2 separate regions of the Sus scrofa genome follow, and region 2 is linked to region 1. Evidence: chromatin contacts called from public Hi-C data. All regions are on one chromosome and are shown on one strand. The core of a region is the stretch at or near the end of the contact, and the rest is flanking DNA. Distances in the headings are between cores, read along the strand shown. Region 1 holds the start of COPS7B (a long non-coding RNA gene). Region 2 holds the start of GIGYF2 (GRB10-interacting GYF protein 2).

Evidence for each region. A called contact is a pair of places that touch in the nucleus more often than the background predicts.
Region 2: a Hi-C map of liver shows a contact between it and region 1, with 4 times the contacts expected there. The contact joins the promoter of GIGYF2 here to the promoter of COPS7B in region 1. A contact is called at or near these places in 1 of 5 promoter capture datasets (liver) and 1 of 47 Hi-C or Micro-C datasets (liver).

What each region holds. Positions count from the first base shown.
Region 1 is chr15:132,424,262-132,430,052 of Sscrofa11.1, reverse strand. It overlaps COPS7B (a long non-coding RNA gene), which reads right to left and starts at 3,030. Exons shown (of 7, transcript XR_002339490.1): 1 at 2,818-3,030. It overlaps PDE6D (retinal rod rhodopsin-sensitive cGMP 3',5'-cyclic phosphodiesterase subunit delta), which reads left to right and starts at 3,375. Exons shown (of 5, transcript XM_003483755.4): 1 at 3,375-3,633. The coding sequence starts at 3,584.
Region 2 is chr15:133,178,213-133,184,003 of Sscrofa11.1, reverse strand. It overlaps GIGYF2 (GRB10-interacting GYF protein 2), which reads right to left and starts at 3,366. Exons shown (of 30, transcript XM_021075631.1): 1 at 3,264-3,366; 2 at 49-118.

The sequences.
Region 1 (5,791 bases), core at 1,781-4,280:
CTATGGCACTACATTAAAATTAAGAATTTCTCTTTATGAAAAAACACCAGTACAGGAGGTCCCGTCATGGCTCAATGGTTAATGAATCCGACTGGGAACCATGGGGTGGCGGGTTCGATCCCTGACCTTGCTCAGTGGGTCAAGGATCTGGCATTGCTGTGAGCTGTGGTGTATGTCGCAGACGCAGCTCAGATCTGGTGTGGCTGTGGCTGTGGTGTAGGCTAGCGGCTATAGCTCCGATTCGACCCCTAGCCTGGGAACCTCCATATGCTGCGGGAGCAGCCCAAGAAATGGCAAAAAGACAAAAACAAAAACAAAAAAACCCACACACACCAGTACAAGTCTAAAGAGATAAGCCACAAACTTGGAAAAGATATTTGTAAAGCATGTATCAGACAAAGAACTCCATATCCAGACTATATTAAGAGCCACAAATTGGGAGTTCCCGCTGTGGCACAGCAGAAACGAATCCGACTAGGAACCATGAGGCTGCGGGTTCGATCCCTGGCCTCACTCAGTGGGTTAAGGATCAGGCATTGCTGTGAGCTGTGGTGTAGGTCGCAGACGCAGCTCGGATCTGGTGTGCTGTAGGCTAGCGGCTATAGCTCCGATTCAACCCTTAGCCTGGGAACCTCCATATGCCTCAGGTGTGGCCCTAAAAAGACCAAAAAAAAAAAAAAACCCTACAAATTAATAAGAGGAGAATCAGCCCAATTTAAAAACTGGGCAAAAGACATATGAAAAAGTGCTCGACACCAAAGACAATGCATATAAAAATTAGAATAAGATAACCACATTTAGCCAAAATAGTTAAACATTTTTAAATTGACACCACCCTGTATTGTCAAGGATAAGCATCAACTAGAACACTCTTGTGTTGCTAGTGAAGGTGAAAACTGGTACAAATACTTTAGAAAACTGGCAATATCTACTATTGCTGATCATACGCCCTCCACGCAAGCCCTCTTGTAGACACAAGGGCAGGGGTCCACAAAAAGAAACAAACAAGAACGTTCACTGCAGCTTTGTTACTAAAAGCCGAAAACTGGTAACTGAAAATCTAAATGCCCAGGAACAGCAGAGTAGATAAATAGTGCTGCATACATACAATGGACTACTATTCAGCAATTTGTTAAAAACAAGCTATGACTACATACAACATGAATGCATCTCACAAAAATATCGATGAATGCAAAAAGTCAGACTCAAACTGTATGATTACATTTAAATGAAATTCGAGAATAGGCAAAAGTGATCTGTCAGAAAAGACGTAGATGAGGATGCAGTATTGACTGAGAAGGGAAATACAGGAGATGCTGGAAATATTCTATACCCTGATTGGGGGGAGGATAATACATATGCATGTGGAAAAAACTGTTTTCTTGCTATATATGTTATCCTCATGAACAAAAAAATGTACAGATAAAAAAATTTAACCTAGAAAAAATTCCTATCCCTGCCACTGGGGCCTCTAGAGCATTCTAACCGTCCTTTCTTTTGTGCATTTATCACAGCCCGTCTTGAATTTCAGGGGAGCCTATTTCCCTAACTAGATGGTTATCTTCTGCTAGCAGTGATCATGTCTTTCACTTTCTACCAGCAGAGAGCCTGGCCAATAATGAAAACTGAAAAAGCTGTTTGTTAAATTACATGGAAGGAAAAATTGGATGAGTTCCCAGGTGGGTAAAAGGGAGACAGGAGGAGGGACGTAGGCCTAGGAAAAGAGACAGCAGATCTCCAAGGAAACCTTAGCTTACACTACAATTTTGCCTAGTTTCTGAAATCACATTAAATGTCACCTTGAATAACAAAGAATAAATAAAACACCAGGTCTTATCTGGACTGGGGATAAACAAACGTTATCCTCCTTCACTTGTAGGAAATCCACCAAATAAATGCTTACCTAAGGTCGAGTGAAGAAAAACACACAACCTAAAAGTTGTGAGTTATGTTTTATTTCCGGCAGGGGTGCGATGGGGTGGGGGGACTTATTGAGGACTATAGCCTGGGAGACAGCCCCTCAGATAGCTTTGAGGAACTGCTCCAAAGAGATATGGGAGGAGCCAGGATACACAGTTTTTTCCCGAAAAAAAAATGAACATTTAGTCGAACACAAAAGAGCACTGCCAATCACAAAAACTAGACATCTCGGATTAATGATTAATGCTTTTCTATGAATGGGAAGAAGCAAGAGTCTGGGCTCATTGAAATTATTCCTTAGATATGCATCTTAACTATGTAGGGCAAGTATCCTGTTTTCCTCCATGTATCCTGAATTCACCTCTGAGCCCATCTTCCGGGGTGGCTTCAGTGGCCAGTGGCTTGATAGTGGGTAACATTCATTGTTTACTGAAATGGCAGGCAACATTTTTTATTCCCACTAACCTCTGGGTGTTTCAACCTGAGTGGGAAAACTTCACCAAGGAGAATATTAAGATAGCATAGCCATGCTGCTAAAAATATCACCACCCTAGTGTAGAGCAAAGAGCCCAGACTACAGTAGACTTAAGAGCCCAATCCTAACTCTGCCCCAACTTGCTGTAACCTGTGAACAATCTTTTTGCCTCTTTGGGCCTCGGTTTCTTCATATGTAAAACAGGGGCTGGATTAGCAAATTCTCCTAAGCCTAACTGTATTGATATTCTGAGTTCACAATCCATATCTCTTCCAGTCCAACGCAGGAGCACAGCAGAGACCTCTACAAAACACGTAAAAGGCGCCCCAGGCCAACGAGCAAGCCTGATTTCAACGAGTCATTTTGTTATATTAGCTTTCATGGTTTAATCAGTGTTTTGGGGTTTGTTGTTTCAGGCTTACCATGATTTGCAGGAGATTTCTGAGTTCCATGTAAATACAAGTTGTCTCTCTGTGGGCTGTCATCTTCTTTTGAGGTTGAAGAGGATCTTCCCAAAGAGTTTCAAGTCTCGGGATTCAGAAACCACCAAGCCTACAGGCAGATGTATGAATTTGCGCACACTGCGCGGCACACTGGAATCTAAGTTACAGAGGACTAGGGTGCAGGGAATGCTGGGATTTGCAGTCCCTGGGCTTTTTGTTGCGTGCTGGGATATGTGGTCCCTCGGACAACCCCCTAGAATGCTGGGAAGTGTAGTCTCCGCCACATCGCACAGGGCAGCCTGCCGTCATCTCAGAGCCCTACTGTCCCCAGCCGCAGGAGCAAGCCCCTGGAGCCTCTGCCGATCTGAAGCCAACCCTCCTCTGAGGCAAACTCTAGGCAACCACACCGAATGAAAAAATCTGTCCTACGGGACTTCCCGGGATGGGCCCTTCCCATTGACGCTCTTCGTCCCCCTGCGAAGCCGCTGAGTGTTTCTATTGGTTGATCAAGATGCCAATCGCCAAGACGGGCTTTCCATTGGCTTCCGGGCGGGCGCTCCGCGGCCAGGGGGAAGGAGAAGGGATCAGGAGTGGGAGCTGAGGGGAGGGAGAGGCGGGTCCGGGTCTGGTCGCAGCCGCTGCTCGCCCGAGGTGTCCAGGCCGGCTCGGTCCTCGGCTCCTGGGCACCATCTGCGAGGCTCCGCCGGGCCAGCGAGGGAGAGCCGCAGGCGGCGGCCGCCGCATCATGTCAGCCAAGGACGAGCGGGCCAAGGAGATCCTGAGGGGCTTCAAACTGTATCCACCCGGGAGCGGGGCGGGGCCGGGAGGACTTGGGAGGCGGCCGCTCGCTGAGGAGACCGGCCGGGGGCGGGGGCCGCACCAGGTGGGCACCCGGGAGGGGGCGGTGGGAAGGGAGGGAAGGAAAGGCGTCCCGGGTCCCCGGCGGGACGGGGCGCAGAAGGCGCGGAGAGGGACGTCCGGAGGGAGGGAGGGAGGGGACGTTGACGGGAGCCCCGGGGTTAGAGGCGAGGAGCCCCGGAATTGAGCTTAGAGAGGCGCAGGGCGTCGGAAACGGGTGTCGGGAAGGCGCGCTTGGGTCCGAGAAGAGAGGCCGGGAAGGAGCTGCGGCCCGCAGGCAAGGGCCGAGGGGGCGCGGTGGGCTGGCCTCGAAGCCCAGCTGCCTCTTTGGCGGGAAGCCCACCCGGGCAGCAGGGAAAAGTGACTTGGAGCGAGTGACCTTGTGTGGGACAAATGCAGAAGCGGGTATCGAACTGTCTCGGGTTCTCCCATCCCATCCCACCCCACCCCACCCCCCGCGGCTTGTTTCCACAACTTCTCTTCCTCACTTGTGGCTCCTTCCAGGGCTGGAGAGGCAGGTGCGGCGGGAGAAGTCTGAGATGGACCTCATCTTAACTCTGTCTCGGCCCTTGGAGGCATTGGGCGGTCGCTGCTTCTCCCTTAGCTCCTCAGTTTTATTTTCCAGCGAAATAAGGGCCCTAAATTTGTGTGTGTGAGATGCGGTGCGATGCCTCGAGGTATTGTGGTTTTGCACTGGGACTCCTGGCAAAGGCTTCTGCTCCGTCCAGTTTGTGTGGTTAACGCGTAGAGCTGGTGGAGCTGTCCAGCAATTATTTGATTACGTTGGGGACACCGTAGGATTTAGTAGGATATAGAAATCATTGCCTCAGGCCTGTTACGGTGCAGCGGGTGCAACCTTCTCACTGTCGTGAGGCTTGGTGTTTTAATGGAGTGTTAATCTGTGACCATATGATGCAGATGAAAAAAAAATGCAATCTTGTCCATTCCAATTTTACATTTTCCTACTGACCTTAATCTCTTCCTATACCTACCATATGGAACATGCTTAAATTCTTCTCTCAGTGAAGATGTAGTTACCATTTAGGGCACCTCCCCTGGAGGTTTAGTCAATCCCTGTTCTCTGAGCTGACTCTGTGTTTTCACAATGCCCATGTCACCCCTGCAAGTTTTAATTGCTTTGTCATAATCAGAAACCAAGTATAAATTTTAAAACACAACAGCAAAAAAGTTACAGGAAGTTTCGGATGTATAAATGAAATTTTTCAAATAGAAGCTGATTTGCCATAGGCGTTATCACCTTTGCATACTGCCGTTCATGATAAACTTCCAGCAGTTTTATACAGTGAAGTTTAGTAACAGCCTCTTATAGGTCCATATACCTTTCCGTGTTCCTCTTCACAGTAGCGCCTATAAGTAGATAGGGGTGGCTGAAGTGTTAGAAAAGCTATGACATGGACTTTATTTTTCCCTTAAGTAATGTATTTTGTTATGTAACATTTATGCTATAGACAGTAAACTAGAGACTATGGAGAATTGAGAGATTTCAGAAGCAATATTTTTGTCTGATTGGAGTTAACATTTTACTCAAAGTAAAAAAGAGTCTTTTTAATGGCTTTTGAACAAAGCAAAGCAAAAGAGAAAGTTTGAGCTTCTCACTTTCAGTCTTTGCTCCGAAACCTTGTTCAGAAAGAAAGAGGCTAAGAGAGGAGTTCTCTGGTGGCCTAGCAGGTTAAGGATCTGTTATTTTCACTGCTGTGGTTCAGGTCAGAACTTGGTGCGGGTTTGATCACTGGCCCTGGAACTTCCACAGGCCATGGGCTTGGGCAGAGAGAGAGAGAGAGAAAGAAAGATAAAGGAAGGAAGAAAGAAAAGAAAATATAAGAAAAGAAAAGGGCTAAGGGACAAATATGGAAAAACATAGAAAGCAGAACCTGTATCATCCGCTAGAAAGGAAGATGAATTAACCAATTAAGTAATGACTTCAGTGTTTTCTGGGAAATTTTTTGACATGGGCTGATTAAATCGCAAGGGAAGCAGCCAATGAAAAATGTTAGCATGGGAGCAATGGATGCTCATCCTCCCTTTGCCTTCACTGGTATCTGAATTAAGAGTGAAATGGAAAGGAGTTCTAGAA
Region 2 (5,791 bases), core at 2,117-4,616, 750 kb before region 1:
ATGTTAAGGCAATTCAAACTGCTGAAGGAAAATAGATATTGAACTTGCCTCTAATATACCTGGATTAACACCAACATAGGCTGTAGATTCAACCTAATGAGACTGGTCCCACTATAATCTACAAAAAATAGAATAAAACAGAAAGCACTGAAAATTTCATCATCAGGGCTAATATAGAACTGCAAATGAAGTCAGTCTTCAAAAATGGCACAAACCAAAGATCCTTTAGAAGGGCAAGAATAAATGGAACAGTAATAATCTTTTCACCCAAAAAGATTCTCCCAGATAGCAAACACTATCAACAGTGTCATCTTCCAGTATGAAGGTCAACAAAAAAAAAGACTAGATATAAGGAGAATTAAAATGCAGAGTCATGAGCACAAATGAGCTGATATGACATCAAAGATATTATAAAATTTGGAACTGTCATTTCAAAACCTCAACCAAAGAACAAGGGGGAGAAAGGCAATTCCCCTCACTATGATCAGTATGTCTCCTAGTAGCCAAGGAGCTCCACTCACACCTTGCACTTGTAATTCCTAACTTCTCATGATTTTCACAGAAGCCAAATTATTTTTCACATATGCTACTCACCAACAAAAGCATTTCAAAACCAAAGTATTAAATTCCTCAGGTGAATTAAAATGAAAGAGGACAAAGTTATCAGAGCTCAGTAATAAAAACATGGAGGTAAGCTGAAAGAGAATCAGAAAAAAAAATTTTTCCAAAGAAAAAGTCTATTAAATATAAAACTGAAGAACTAGTCTGAAAGGTCAAAGAGCAGGAATAAAAACTCACTACAAACAGTTCTACACATGTAAAATGCTATAAAGATATACAAACAAATCAGTGGAACAATCCCTGAGGAATTTAAAACGAGGCTGGAAAACACAGAAATCATTAAAAGGAATTCTTTACTATTAAAAGCATTTAAAAAATAACTTTAATTAAAAAATAAAAGTAACTTGAGTTAATACACTTCCTTTCAGGTTATATTCCTTAATAATCTTGCCTAAAGTTCAAAGGAAAGTCATTTCCCAACATTTTCAAATATTCTGAAGTATTCCAAAGGTCCTCCTCTTAAAAAGTAATTTCTTCTGAAAAATCCTTCTAGGCAGTTTATCATCAATCTCATTTTACAACTTTCCCTTTTTTGAAAGCTATTTTATGATGATTTCCTGAAACACATGACAGGAGCCTCCGGAAGTTTTCCAAACTGGAGTGGGGTAGAGGGGTCGCCCAAACTTCCAGACTGATTTCCCTTCTAAGACTCACCAGAGGTGTGGGAAAAGATTCCAAGATAACTGAATAACCCCATTCATCTTAGGACCAGTGAGCTGGGTACACTTTTCCTGCTAGCCTCCCTCTTGATCACACCCAGCCACACCTGACCTGCTGCCACTGCAGTTTCTGCTTCAGGGTCTTAGCCCTCGCTTCCCTAGCTTGGAGCATTTCTCCTTCGCAGAGCTACAGGTAGAGCTCCTTCGCCTGTGTCAGGTCTTTAATCAAATACTGGCCTTTCCACAAGGCCTTCCCAGGGCACTCTACCTAAAGTCAGCCCCTCCCCCTACTCCCGATTAGCCCGCCTCATTCCCCCCCCACATCACTTACCACCACACTATTTATCTTACCTAAATATGTTTTATCTGTCTAGAAATGAGTTCCGTGAGCAGAGAAATGTTGGGGTTTTGCTCCCAACACCCAACAGTGTAGTGGGGTCTCAGTATTTTTCAAAAAAAAAAAAAATAAAGGCACAAGTGAAAGAATAAATGAATGGAAGCACATAGCCCCTTCCTCTTCTTGGATATTAAAACCCTAAAGTGCTTCGTCAGGTACAGAAGAGGGATGAAGCCTTTTCTTTTGTAGTCACCACCATCACCAGTGCATTCCCCAGTGTAAATGTCAAAAGGACTGTGACATTTTTCCAGATACATGCCACTTTTTTTTCCTAGTGTCCTCTACCGATGCCAACATTTGATGTGACAGAAAAGTACATACTGCAGTTTGAGCACTCTGAAAGCTGCTACACTAACTAGTAAAACACATGAAAACCTGAATGAATGAGACCACGAGTTTGTGTTCTAACCAAAATGGACAAACTCTGAAAGGCCAGGGCTGCACATATTAGAAGGATGAAAGTTAATGTTCAGAAAAGACGACAATTTTTTTAATCTGGAAAATCATCAGATTCTAAAAACTAAACACCATGTAAGGAAATACCTTTCCTGCACTGAGAATCAAAACTGCCTATATCCAAAGTATATACACCGAATAAGGTGCTGTTCACAGTCCGGGCCCCCTCCTCAATTTCTTGCAAGTTAAACAGAAATACTTACCTTTCTTACAGAGAAAGCAGGTGTGCTTAAGTGCTCTTTCAGGAAAAGCAAGAATTAAAAAAAAAAAAAAAAACCACACAGTGCTAGATAAATGCAAACCAACGTTACTGCTTCCCGAACACGATCCTACAACCTGCTTCTTTCATACCCCCTTCCCTGGCCGCTTGGTTTGTTTCAGCCACAAAACTGAAATATTCTGAGTGCTTGGTGGGGAACTGCTTGCTGACACTTAAGGCTGATGCCCACTTCAACCCGACGTGAACGTTCGGGTCCCAAAGCTGCCACGGGATCTACTTTCCCAACCTCCGTCCCAGGTTCCGATCATGGCTCCACCTGGCTTCAGGCCTGGTCCAGACCCAGTCCTCTCGCCAAGGAAAGAGTCTCCCCAGTGCAGATGCTCGGTGAGGAAGGCAAGGGCGCATCCCCCAGAGGCCAGGTGTGGGGCGAAGCGCGGGCAGGAGCACCCGTCTGGCCGGAGCAGCTGTTACCCCAGGCACCCCGAGGCTGGGCGGGTGGCTGGTCCCGAACAGCAGGTAGCGGAAGGCGAATCCTCTGGCCCCAAGCAAGCCGGCCTGACACTGCCCACCCGACTACCCCCATCCTTCCCTCGGCTCTCTCTGCCATGCCAACGAGCCCCGGAGGAGGGGGCTCTTCGGCTCGGCGGCCGAGACGCGCCCGGGCCTGGCGTGCCCCCCGCCGTGGAGGAGGCTCCCTCCGGCCCCGCACCTGACCTGTCCCCTCGCCTGACGCCCCAGCCGGCCGCGGCCGCTGCCGGGCGGCCTGTGGGTGTCCATGCGGCTGGGCTGGGTCGGGCCGGAGCGGCGGGAACGCGAGCGCGGGCGGCAGGCCCCGGAGACCCAAGCGGGGCGGCGGAGCCAGGGCACGGAGTGGAGCCGGGCAGGGGAGCGAGACAGAGTCGCTGGTTACCTGCGGTCCGGGACAGGGTGTCTCTCAGAACCCAAGTCAGTCTCAGCCTCAACAACACAAGATGGCCGACACGTCGCCACGCACGTCACGTGACAGCGCGCCCGTTCCGCCACGCCCCCCGCTCCGCCCCCGCCCCGCCTCGGCTCCCTCCCAGCTCCTCCAGCCTCCCACGACATCCTTCCTTTCCGATTCATCCCTCCCCTTTTCCCCGGACACGCCCCTACCCGAGCCCCGGATGTCGGGCTGGACGAGGGCGGGGCCGCAGCAGGGCGCAGGCGCTTGCGGGTCACTTGGCTGGAGCTCCCTGCCTGCCCTTGAGTTGAGTAGAGTTGGTAGAACTGGATCTGGGCCAAGCGCCCTGTGACTCACCGTCCTAGGCGCCCAACCCAGAGCCCGTTGGCATTTCTAAACGCTCTGCATCGTTTACGAGCCGATTTTCCAGCCCAGAACTTTTCCACAGGTTTTCATCCAGCACTTCCTTGCCTATTTGCCACCTGGAGAAAATGGGAAAGCGACAGGAGCGGAAATCCAAAGCAGTTTCTACTTGTTAACGGTTTTGGTAGAACAGGGAGCTCATTCTACAGTTTTGGAATGTGACGGCTGGAGGACTTTAGAGCTCCGACCCTCTCCTAGTGCATCCAGGTCTATAACTCTTTTGCCTAAAAATCTCCCGTTTGGGTGTTGCTCGATAAAATACAAGCCACTCAGCAATATCAGAGACGTAACACAAAAATTATTCGTTGTTTGCCTGAAACTTCCATTTAGCTTGCTTGGTGCCCTGTGTTTTTATTTCGTGCATCTGACCACTCTACCCTTCTTGGGTCATCCCAGTCTTTCCCTGTGCCTCCAACCTCTCTCTTATTTACAACCTCTCCATTAACTTTTTTAAGTACTCAAATGTCCTTTATTTTAAAAGTTAATGTTAAAAACTCCAATTCCCCCTCTAACAAGGTCCCTACCTCTCTGTTGCCTTTCAAAGTCAATCAGCACAAAAAGCATTAAAGCCCTTTTCTGATTCCCATACTTGGCAAGCGATCATCAATTATTCCAATGAGGCTTTTATCCTGACCCACCCACCTACTGCTTGCTCTAAGGACACATCAACCTACAGGCTGATAACTGGAGTTTTTCAATCCTCATCTTGACCTAGTGCTTCCCCATCTTCAATGTGATTGACCACCTCCAACTTTCTGAAATACTTTCTTTCCTTGACCATTGCCGCTCAAAAGTTCCTTGCTGCTCAAAGTGTGATCAATGGACCAGCAGCATCAGCATCACTTGTTACAAGCATCAGCTTGTTACAAACACAGAATCTACGAGTTCCCTTTGTGGCTCAGCAGTTGACAAACCTGATTAGGATCCATGAGGATTTGGGCTCAATCCTTGACCTCGTTCAGTGAGTTAAGTATCTGGCATTGCCCTGAGTTGTATAGGTTGCAGATGTGGCTTGGATCCCATGTTGCTATAGCTGATTGAAAAACTCCAGCTATCAACCTGTAGGTTGATATATAGATATAATAACTTGTACTACATATTATATACATAATTTCTACTATATATATAGTACAAATACAAATTAATTTATATATATGGAATAATTTTATTTTTTTCTTCTTTGGCCACCCCGCAGCATATGGAGTTCCCAGGCCAGGGATCAGCTCCAAGCTGCAGCTGCAACTTGAGCTACAGCTTCGGCAATGCTGGATCCTTAATCCACTGTGCCAGGCCAGGAATCGGGTATGGAACCTGCATCCCAGTGCTCCTAAGACACCTCTAATCCTTTTGCCCGACAGTGGGAATGCCAATATATGATCTAATTTGCATATAGTAAAATTTAGCATTTTTAGCTTGTAATTTTGCAACTTTTGACAAATTTATACAAGCGTAACTATTTCTAAAATGAAGGTACAGAATAGTCCTATCACCCACCAAAGTTCCCTCAATGACCCTTTGTAGTCAGCTGTAACACCCTCTCCCAACCCCTGAAATCATTGTTCTGTTTTCTGTCCTTATGATTTTGCCTTATAATGTCCTATAATAAAACCATAGCTGCTTTTTTTTTTTTTTTTTCTCTTTAGGGCTGCACTCTCGGCATGTGGAGGTTCCCAGGTTAGGGGTTGAATCAGAGCTGCAGCTGCCAGCATACACAACGGGCATGGCAATGCAGGGTCTGAACCATGTCTGCAACCTACACCACAGCTCACAGCAACACCGCATCCTTAACCCACTGAGTGAGGCCAGGGGTTGAATCCGCAACCTCATGGCTCCTAGTCGGATTCGTTAACCACTGAGCCACGAGGGGAACTCTGAGAGTGGCTGCTTTCCCTCAGCATCCACTTAGCATCTTGCATTTGAAATTCAGTCACATTATTGCCTGTTTCAGGGTCTTTTCATTTTAGTTTTGGCCAAGCCCGTGGCACTCAGAAGTCCCCTGGCCAAGGATCAAACCTGCACCACAGCAGTGATCTGAACCCCTGCAGTGACAAAGCCAGATGCTTAGCCACTAGGCAACCAGGGAACTCCACTTC